Regions from separate parts of the Sus scrofa genome. Here all the other regions are linked to region 2. The links are chromatin contacts, called in public Hi-C maps. All regions are on one chromosome and are shown on one strand. Each heading gives the region's core, a stretch centred on a gene start, on an enhancer-like site or on the middle of the called end of the contact. The rest is flanking DNA. Distances are from core to core; before and after follow the strand shown.

The links. Hi-C and Micro-C count contacts between places; a contact is called where the count stands out from the background.
Region 1: a contact with region 2 is called in a Hi-C map of liver, with 4 times the contacts expected there. The contact joins the promoter of LOC100624414 here to the promoter of TP53RK in region 2. A contact is called at or near these places in 1 of 5 promoter capture datasets (liver), 20 of 47 Hi-C or Micro-C datasets (alveolar macrophages, brain, embryonic fibroblasts and 11 more) and 1 of 2 datasets of contacts at active chromatin or transcription factors (alveolar macrophages).
Region 3: a Hi-C map of skeletal muscle shows a contact between it and region 2, with 4 times the contacts expected there. The contact joins the promoter of ELMO2 here to the promoter of TP53RK in region 2. A contact is called at or near these places in 3 of 47 Hi-C or Micro-C datasets (heart right ventricle, liver and skeletal muscle).

What each region holds. Positions count from the first base shown.
Region 1 is chr17:48,680,541-48,683,396 of Sscrofa11.1, forward strand. It overlaps LOC100624414, which reads right to left and starts at 1,324. Exons shown (of 4, transcript XM_021077697.1): 1 at 1,210-1,324. The coding sequence starts at 1,324.
Region 2 is chr17:48,816,646-48,819,815 of Sscrofa11.1, forward strand. TP53RK (TP53-regulating kinase) reads right to left here and starts at 1,339. Exons shown (of 2, transcript XM_003134484.5): 1 at 872-1,339. The coding sequence starts at 1,160.
Region 3 is chr17:48,566,229-48,568,948 of Sscrofa11.1, forward strand. ELMO2 (engulfment and cell motility protein 2) reads right to left here and starts at 1,434. Exons shown (of 21, transcript XM_021078300.1): 1 at 1,349-1,434.

The sequences.
Region 1 (2,856 bases), core at 74-2,573, 140 kb before region 2:
AGTAGGCAAAAATTATGAAGATCTTTGTGTTTGTATTAGTTTTCTATGACTGTGTAACAAAGTAGCAAAAACTTAGTAGCTTAAGACCACACAAATGTATGATCTTGTCACTTTTGTAAATTGGAAGTCTGAGCATGGTGTGGCTGCGTTCTCCGCTCTGGGTTGAAAGCAAGGTATCAGCTGGGCTATGATTTTCATCTGGTCCTTGGGGTTCTCTTCCAAGCTCACCGGTTGTTGGTAGAATTCATTTCCTTGGGGTTGTAGGACCTGGCATGTCAAGCAGGTACACTGCTCTGCTCCTTACCACACGGCCCCGCAGGCAGTTCACAGCCTAGGTGTTGTTTTCTTCCAGGCCAGCAGAAGCATATCTAAAGTCCTCTTTTTGTGGCCCGCTGGAGAAGATTCTGCCTTCAAAGGACAGATGATGAAGTCAGGCCTATCTGGATAACCTCCCTATTGGAAGGTCATCTCATTTGGGACCTTAATTCCACCTGCAGAATCCCTTCACCGCAGTACCCATATTAGTGTTTGATTGTATAACTGGATTACAGTGTGTGTACACAGGGCCAGGGCTCTTGAGGGGTGGGTCCCTTAGCATTCTGCTTCCCACAGTGTCTCATTTCCATGCTCATCAAAGAACATCGATCAGGTGGACAAAAGTATTAGTCCATGGATGTCTTTATCCAAATCAGTGATTGAACAACAAGCCCACTCATGGAGTAGCCATTACGATGGAGATCAAGGCCATGGATAAGCCCAACAGCACAGGGACAAGGATAGAAGTTACGTAGGAGCCCATAGTACAGGGTTGCCTCTCATCAAGGCTGATCTGGCTGCTGCTGCTGCCGCCTCTGAATGTCTGACTTTTCATCCCAGATATTGACACTGAGCCATTGACCCTGGTTGAAGCACTGATTTGCCTTTGCCGAAACTGACATGGAATTTGGATATGGGTTTGCTTTCTTGACCATAGTGTCTTTACGTCACTATTTCAGAACTTATGAAACACCTGATTTACTGATGGGACCCTGCATAATTATCACTACAGATCAAGGGACCCATCTCAGCCCAAGAGGTGTGACAACGGGCACGTGACCATGAGATACGCTAGTCCACCTGTATATGGCATCAGCCTGAAGCACCAGCTGGAAAGATCTATGGTGTGGTTTTATTAAGGGCTCAGCTCAGGTAGGAGTTTCGGAACAATACCCTGAGAGTTTGGGGAGCTGTCCAGCAGGATGTGGCACATGCCTTGAATCAGTAGCCAGTGTGCAGGTGGATCCCCAGTAGTGACTGAACAAAGGAGGGACGGTAGGATTGGCATCGTTTACCATCACTTCCATGTGCAGAATTTGTGCTTTCCTGTTCCACAACTTTAGACTCTGTTGGGATAGAGATCTTGAGTTTTGGACAGTTCTGCCAGGAAGCACAGAACGCAAGGGCCCGAGCCTCTTGTCTTTTGGGAGAACTATTTTGGGAGTATCCTGTCTGCTTTTCAGAGGTCCCAGCACAATCCAATTCTGTTGTTTACACCAGTGGCCTTAATAACATTCCCTTATGATGGCTTTCTCCTCCTTTATCTCATTCTCTCCAATCTCTCATTCCTACTTCCTGGAATCACCTCCCAAATAAACTACCTGCCCCCAAACCCCTTTTCAGTCTCTGCTTTGGAGCAAGGCATTTAAATAAACAAGTGTGTGCGTAGCATAGAAAGTCTATAACGCAGGAGCTGTGTGCATTTTTACATAGCACAGTAGGGTGGCACTGTTCTTATGCCTTGCCCTCTCTTCCTGGCACTTATCTTTCAGCCAGAGGGGCAAGAGAATGAGATTTGAATGGAAGATTATATTGCAATTATCATTCATGCACTTTGCCTTCTAATTGCTACATAGATGCTGTCTTTACGGTAAGTGATTGTAGGTCCCCCTGTCACCTAAGAAGAGGCAGAAAAACCATGGGTCCTGCTGAGTTTTTATCCAGGAGAGCTTCTTTCAAAAGAAATTTAAACAGCAGTGGAAGACTAAAATTTACTTTTAAAAAATCATTTCTCAAGATGTGCTTTTTCAGCATCGCATTTACATTTTCAAAGACGCCTTTGGAAGGATGTTCATTGTAGCATAGTTTAAAATAGAAAAAAAGGGAAATCAATATACATTGGTAGGGAATAACTAGCTAAATTATGGTGCAGGCACTAAATGAATACTGTGTAGTCAGTAAGAATGAATAAATTTACGTAAAAAATGCTTACAATAGACTGGTAAATGAAATAAAGCAAAAGGCAAACAAATCTATTAAGCATAATTCTTTTACATGTACATGTTTGGATAAAGTTATGCACATTAAATACACATGACTGTATACATTTAGATAAAATTTAGAAAGATAGGGAGTTCTCCTTGTGGCTCATGGTAATGAACCCGACTAACATCCATGAGGAGATGTGTTCGATCCCTGGCCTCGCTCAGTGGGTTAAGGATCCAGCATTGCCATGAGCTGTGGTGTGGGTCCCAGATGCTGCTCGGATCCTGCGTTGCTGTGGCTCTGGCGTAGGCTGGCAGCTACAGCTCCCGTTCAATCCCCGAGCCTAGGAACTTCTGTATGCTGCAGGTGTGGCCCTAAGAAGAAAAAAAATTTAGAAAGATATGCTCCAAATATAACAATGGTAATCCATGGATATGAGATTGTTTAAAAGGAAGAGGGAACTTTTGCTTGTGCATCTATGTGATTTTTCTATGAAGAAACAAAATGGATGGTTTTTCAATTTGGGGTAAGAAAGATACACAAAATGAGAGGACTCTAAGGGTATCATTAGCCTACTTGTTAAATTTGACTTTCAAATGTATATCTGTGTGTGTG
Region 2 (3,170 bases), core at 89-2,588:
TCACTTTGTTAAGTCCAAGCATGTCCAGAGATGCATTTGCTACTGAATTTCCTCCAGATCTCCCAGCACCTAACAATGTCTTGGGGGTACAGTATATGCCTAAAAAATACCAGTGAAAGAAAGGGAGGAAATGCAAAAGTGAAAAGCCAGTGTTTCTGGGCCTGAGAGCCTGGCTGGGTCACTAATTACCTGTGTACCCTTGGGCAAATTACTTCTCTCTGAGCCTGCCGTTCTCATTTGAGGAAAGGTTTTTGGTGGTGGTGCTCGGCAGTGTTTTAATGAAAAAATAAACAACTGAATGAAATCTAATGTTTGAGCGCTAAGATTCAGTCATACGTCCAAACATAAAAAACGACGTATATAATCTCGTCTAATGGTCACGACATCCCTATGAGATGAATACTGCTACTGTGACTTCCCTTTGTAGGTGAGGAAACTGAGGCAGAGGTTATATAACTTTGCTGAAAGACTACATATGAAGCAGCGCAGTATTTAAATTCAGACTTCTTAAAAGTAATGAATAAAAAGATGATGCTCGAAAGCTGAGACGGTACAAATGGGAAAACCAAGGCTCAGGGCAGTTAAATGACATGCTCAACTTTGAGCAGGAGTGGGATAGCCGGGAAGTGAACCTGCCACCAATGGCTCCGAGGCAAATGCTAGTCGCTGCAAGGTCAAGTGACTTCTTAAAAATTAATGAATGAAAAGAAGGATGAAAGGATGACATTTTTTTAACGGAAGGCCACGCAGAAGGTACAAACGGAGAAATTGAGGCAAATCGCGGTCTGCAGAGCAGGGGAGCCCCCTCACCCGCGTTGCCCGGACCGCGGAGCCTCGGGGTCCTCCACGACCGCGAGTCGGGCCGCCTCACCTGCGCGGCGGCAGCGGAGCAGCGCCCGGGCCTCCTGCACCGTCCGTCGCCGGCCGAGCCGCGCCTCCAGCGCCGGGTGCCGGTAGCCCTTGGGGAAGCGGTGCTTCACCACGGCCGCGCGGCCTTGGAAGCGGCCGCGGAACACGCGCGCCTCGGCACCCTGCTTCACCAGCTCCAGGCCCCTCAAGAAGAGACTGCTCCGCTCCCGGGCCGCGGCCACCGCTTCCGTCGCGGGCGCGGGTTCCTCATTCGGTTCGGCAGCAGGAACAGCAGCGCCGGCCGCCGCCATGTTTGCGTCCCCGCGCCGCCGCTCGGAACCCCTCGTCTCTCTCCGGGAACTGTCGGAGCTGCTTCGGCTCTTTCTGGAAATCCTCGGACCTCTTCCGCCACCCGAACGCCGACACTTCCGCCTTGTGGAAGTGGTTCCGCCCCTCAAGCTTTCGGCTCTTTTCTAAGCCTCGTGGCCCCGCCTCCCGGATCTTCCGGCTACCTCCGTAAACTCTCGGCAACTCTCGGTAAACCAGTCTTCCCACTCCTCGGCTGTTTCCGGAAGCCTTTGGCGACTCTAGCTGGCGGCTATTGTGGCCCCGCCTCCCAGACCTTCGGCTATTTCCGGAAACTTTCGGCGCCTCTCGCGGAAAACTCTTTGGGAACTTGCTTGCCTAGGGAGTCTCTGGTTCCAAGGGAACTAAACCCACAAGAGTTCTCTTTTTGGAACTCCTCGTCCCCGAGCTCCTGATTCCCCCCAAAGGGGGCTTAAACTAATCAGAATTAGGTGTGGCAGGTGGGCAGTAAACCACGTGGCCCATGTCTTTAGCGCTAAGATAATAATAGCTACGAATTATTGAGTGCATTCTGGGGGAATAAGATTAAATGATGAAAGCCCATTTTACAGGAGAAAAAGATTCAGAGTCAGAGAAGGTGGCGGGCATATGAGGTTGTCGAGTTTTCCAAAGGAGACAAACCAAGCTGACTGGGAGTGCTTAGCAAACAAATTTTTACCCTTTGCTTTAATTGCTGTAACAAATTCATATGATACACAATTTTGCATGCATGAAAAATTAAAGAATGCCTATTCCTGTCACCAGTCTGCCCCACCACCAACCACTGTATAAAGTTTTTTTCCATGTTTTTTTTTTTTTTATATATGTGCACACTCACACAAATGGAAGGCAGCCTGAAGTGCCTGCCGCACTGTGGGATGGAGCAACAAACACTATTTCTCTGAGTTTCAGATTCATCATCTTCAGGACGAAGATCATTACTTTTACTTTAGCAATTGCCTATTAATATTAAATAAGATCTTGTTCATCAGAGTTCCTGGTGGATTGCATACACTCTTGATGTGTTCATTTTCCCTCCCTCACCATGGAGACCTTGTTTGAAATACTGAAGAAAGGCTCTTTGGTCTGAGGGTTGCTATGACACCAACCCTCAGCCGCAGTCCCTGCAAGTTTCATTCATACACAGGGCAGGTCACCTTTTCAAACATTAGATCCTTTATGTTGGCATAATGTGGTTTCCAGCATCTTTCATCAGCCCAGCCTACTTGAAGTTCACCCAGAACCAATTCTATTTATAGCGCTCAGTTTCCCGAGTTGGTACTTTCATTATCATAATTGTTAGTGTCCACATGGTCATCTCCATGGTTACCAAATCTGTCTGAACCCCTCTCTATGGCTGTTAGCATAACTGACAGCATCTTGGGTGTGTATAGTTTCTCCTGTCCTTCCACTGACTCTACCTATGACTGTTCTGTGTAGTAAATCTCTTCTCTAACATCAAGGGCTTGGTAGTTAATACTGTTTAATGAACTTTAGGTCCAGGTAGCCTGTATGCTCTCTTAGCCTCCCAAACAACGATGAAGACCTTTGCTGATGTACTCCTGGCTCCTACAAGACTAGTTACCCATTCATACATCCTGACTTAAGAAGGCCCTTCCTGTTTCCAAGCATGTACCCCTCTACCCTAGGTTAACTATAAAATTGTCCCAATAGGAGTTCCCGTTGTAGCTCAGCAGTATCCGTGAGGATGCAGTTTCGATCCCTGGCCTTCCCCAGAGGGTTAAGGATCTGGCATTGCTGTGGCTGTGGTATAGGCTGGCAGAGCAGCTTTGATTTGACCCCTAGTCTGGGAACTTCCATATGCCATGGGTGTGGCCCTAAAAAGCAAAAAGAAAAAGAAAAAAATTGTCCCAATAGCCCCTTGAAGATTCAGAGTGCAATTGCAAATGCTTCTGGATTGCTGTTCACCTGATCTTACCCTGTAAGTTATGTATAATAAACCGATCCATTCTCAA
Region 3 (2,720 bases), core at 184-2,683, 250 kb before region 2:
AATCCTCATGGATCCTAGCTGGACTCTTTATAACGGCTAAGCCACAAAGGGAACTCCCTGACACACTTTTTGTGTAGGACCTCAGGGACATGACTCACACGAACACCCTGTTCCTCCTGCCAAAGCCAAGTTTTCCATTCATTTATTTAAAACATATTTACAGTGCCTGGCCCTGTGCAAGATGCTGGAAATACAAGAAGCAAAAGCAGATACTACCTTTTTCCCTGTGAACCTTATTATCTGGTGGAAATAGACAAGCCTATTTTCAGCCATTCAAGGGTTGTGAAGGAGAAGTATACAGGGTGATGAAAGTGGGGAATTCATTTGGTGAGGGAGTCGGGCGCCAGGGATGCCTCCTGAGGAAGTGATACTTGAGTGGAGATTTGAAAGATAAAGAGGAATTTACTGGAGTAAGCCAGGCAGGGAAGATATGCCCCGGAGTAGGAAGACCAAGGGTGAAGACCCTGAGTAGGGCTGGGGCTTGGTATGTAGAAGGAACACGAAAAGGTGAGGAGAGTATTGAGCAAGAGGGGTTGGTAGACTGAGACCAGGGAGGAGAGGTCGGTGGGTTCCCCTCTCCAAGGCTTGGGAGAGGATCCGGGGCTGGCCCTGCAAGAGGTGGAAGAGGCGTAGTTGTAAGCAGCGGAGCGTCCGGATCCGAGCCCTCCGGCCAAGGGGCAAGGCCCTTGCGGATCGGCCAGAGGGCATGTGGGCAGATCTGGTTAAGACGCGGCATCGGTCCGGGTAAGAGGCGAAAGAGGGCTGAACTGACGAGCAAGCAGCGGAGATACAAGTAGACGGACTGGGGTCTACCGAGCCGGGCCGGATAGACCGGGCGGGGTGAAGAGCCTTGTCTATTGAAGGGGGTGGCGACATCGAGAGGATCTGGGCGTCTGGCGCCCGGGGCCACCCAGCCCCAAACACTCTCTGGGCGCCTATCAAGCCCCTTCCCATTCGGTCCCTCTCCCGTCTCCTCCCTCACCGTCTCGTCGCACTCCGCGTTCCACCCACCCACCCTCCTCCTCCCCTACCCCTCGACCCCTACCCGGTCCAGCCCCCGCCCCTCGAGGCCTGGCCTGCCCTCTTCCCCACCCGTAGACCCTTCCCTGTCGGGGACCCAGTGCCCCTCAGGTCCGGGGGACCTAGCTGGGCCGCGACCCCTCTGGGGCCTGTCGTACCGGCGCGGTGCAGCCCAGGCCCGCCCTCTCCAGCCCCTCGGTCCCCTGGGCAGAAGCAGGCCGCAGCTCTCCGCCCGCTTCCCGGCCCAGCCTCTCCTCCCTGCGTCCCTCAGGCCAGGCCCCGCTCCGAGGGCGGGAATGCCCGAGCCCCCGGCGCGCCCCTCACTCACCAGAACGCCAACCTAGGCCCAGCTCCCGCAACCGGGTCTCACCGCCGCCGCCGCTCCTCCAGCCTCCGCCCGCCCCACCTTCCCGGGACCCCGCCCCGCGCAGGCCGACCCGGGCTCCTATTGCTCCGCTTCGCCGTCACGCTGAACTCTCCTCCTTCAACTGGGTTGATTGCCTGTCACTCAAAGGAGGGCGGGCCCAGATGCTGAGGGGAAAAGCCGGCGATCCCCGCCCAGCTAGCGGAGGCCTCTTAAAGACATAGGCCTCCTCTGCCGCCCCAGGCTATGGGTTCTGGAGGAATGGGATTTCTCCTCAAATTCAAGAGGCATTACCAGCCCCCCACCCCACCCAAACTTTTCTTTTGGCACTGCCTGGGTTCCTTGTGATAAATCAGAGCTTTTGAGGGCTCAGCTGTCCTCTGGTGGCACTAAGCCCTGTGCCCGGCGGGCATGTAACGCACTCATCAGTGGGATAACTGTGGCTTGAAGAACTGAGTGGGAAGTGACAGTCATGTCAGAGGCTGTGAGCAGCCGCGGCTGCTCACCACCGAGTTGGAGCTAATTATACCGGCACCCAGGGCTGACCGTGGGCGCTGAGCAGAGGCAGAGGGGTACAGCTCAGCTGTACTGTTGGTAGGGACCCGTGGGAGGTGGTATTCGTCACTGCACCTGCAGATCGGAACAAGGCCAGGCACTGCGCCAGGGCCTCGCGCTCGCTCGTGCTATCTCCATTTACACTCACAGCAACTCTGATGTAGGTATTACGCTGATCCTCTGATGGCAGACTTAGTGATGGGCTGAGCAAGATGCCAGCCTGTGCCTGTTTGATTCTAAAGTTTATGCTTTAACCTTTTTTTGGTCTCACAGATCCTTACAACCACAATGGATGGTGGGTATTTTGTTGCCTCTTTTACCGACCCTCAGCTGGAGAGGCTAAATAAGGAAACTCTTACCCAGCAAAGAAACTAAATGACAGCTCCCATTTAGATGGTGCTTCTGTCAGGAAAGCATCAGAAAAGCAGTTTTACATATGTTGTTTCATTTGATCCTCAAAATATCTTCGAAGTGAAGATGATTCTTATTAGTCCTATTTTACTGGTGAATACAGTGATGCTCAGGGAGGGTGAGGTTTAGGAATAGATAACATTGCCACTGCCCTTGCAGAAGTCATCAGTTTATTTTCCATAAATGACCATTGGAAATACTTTTGGCCATACAACCTCTGTCAAAACTATTCAGCTGTGCTGTTATAGCCTGAAAGCAGCCACAGACTATATGTAAGCCAATGCGTGTGGCTGGATTCCAATGCAACTTTATTTACAAAAATAGGCAGTGGCCTGTGGCTATAATTTGTCCACTCTTAGTCTACAGGGCT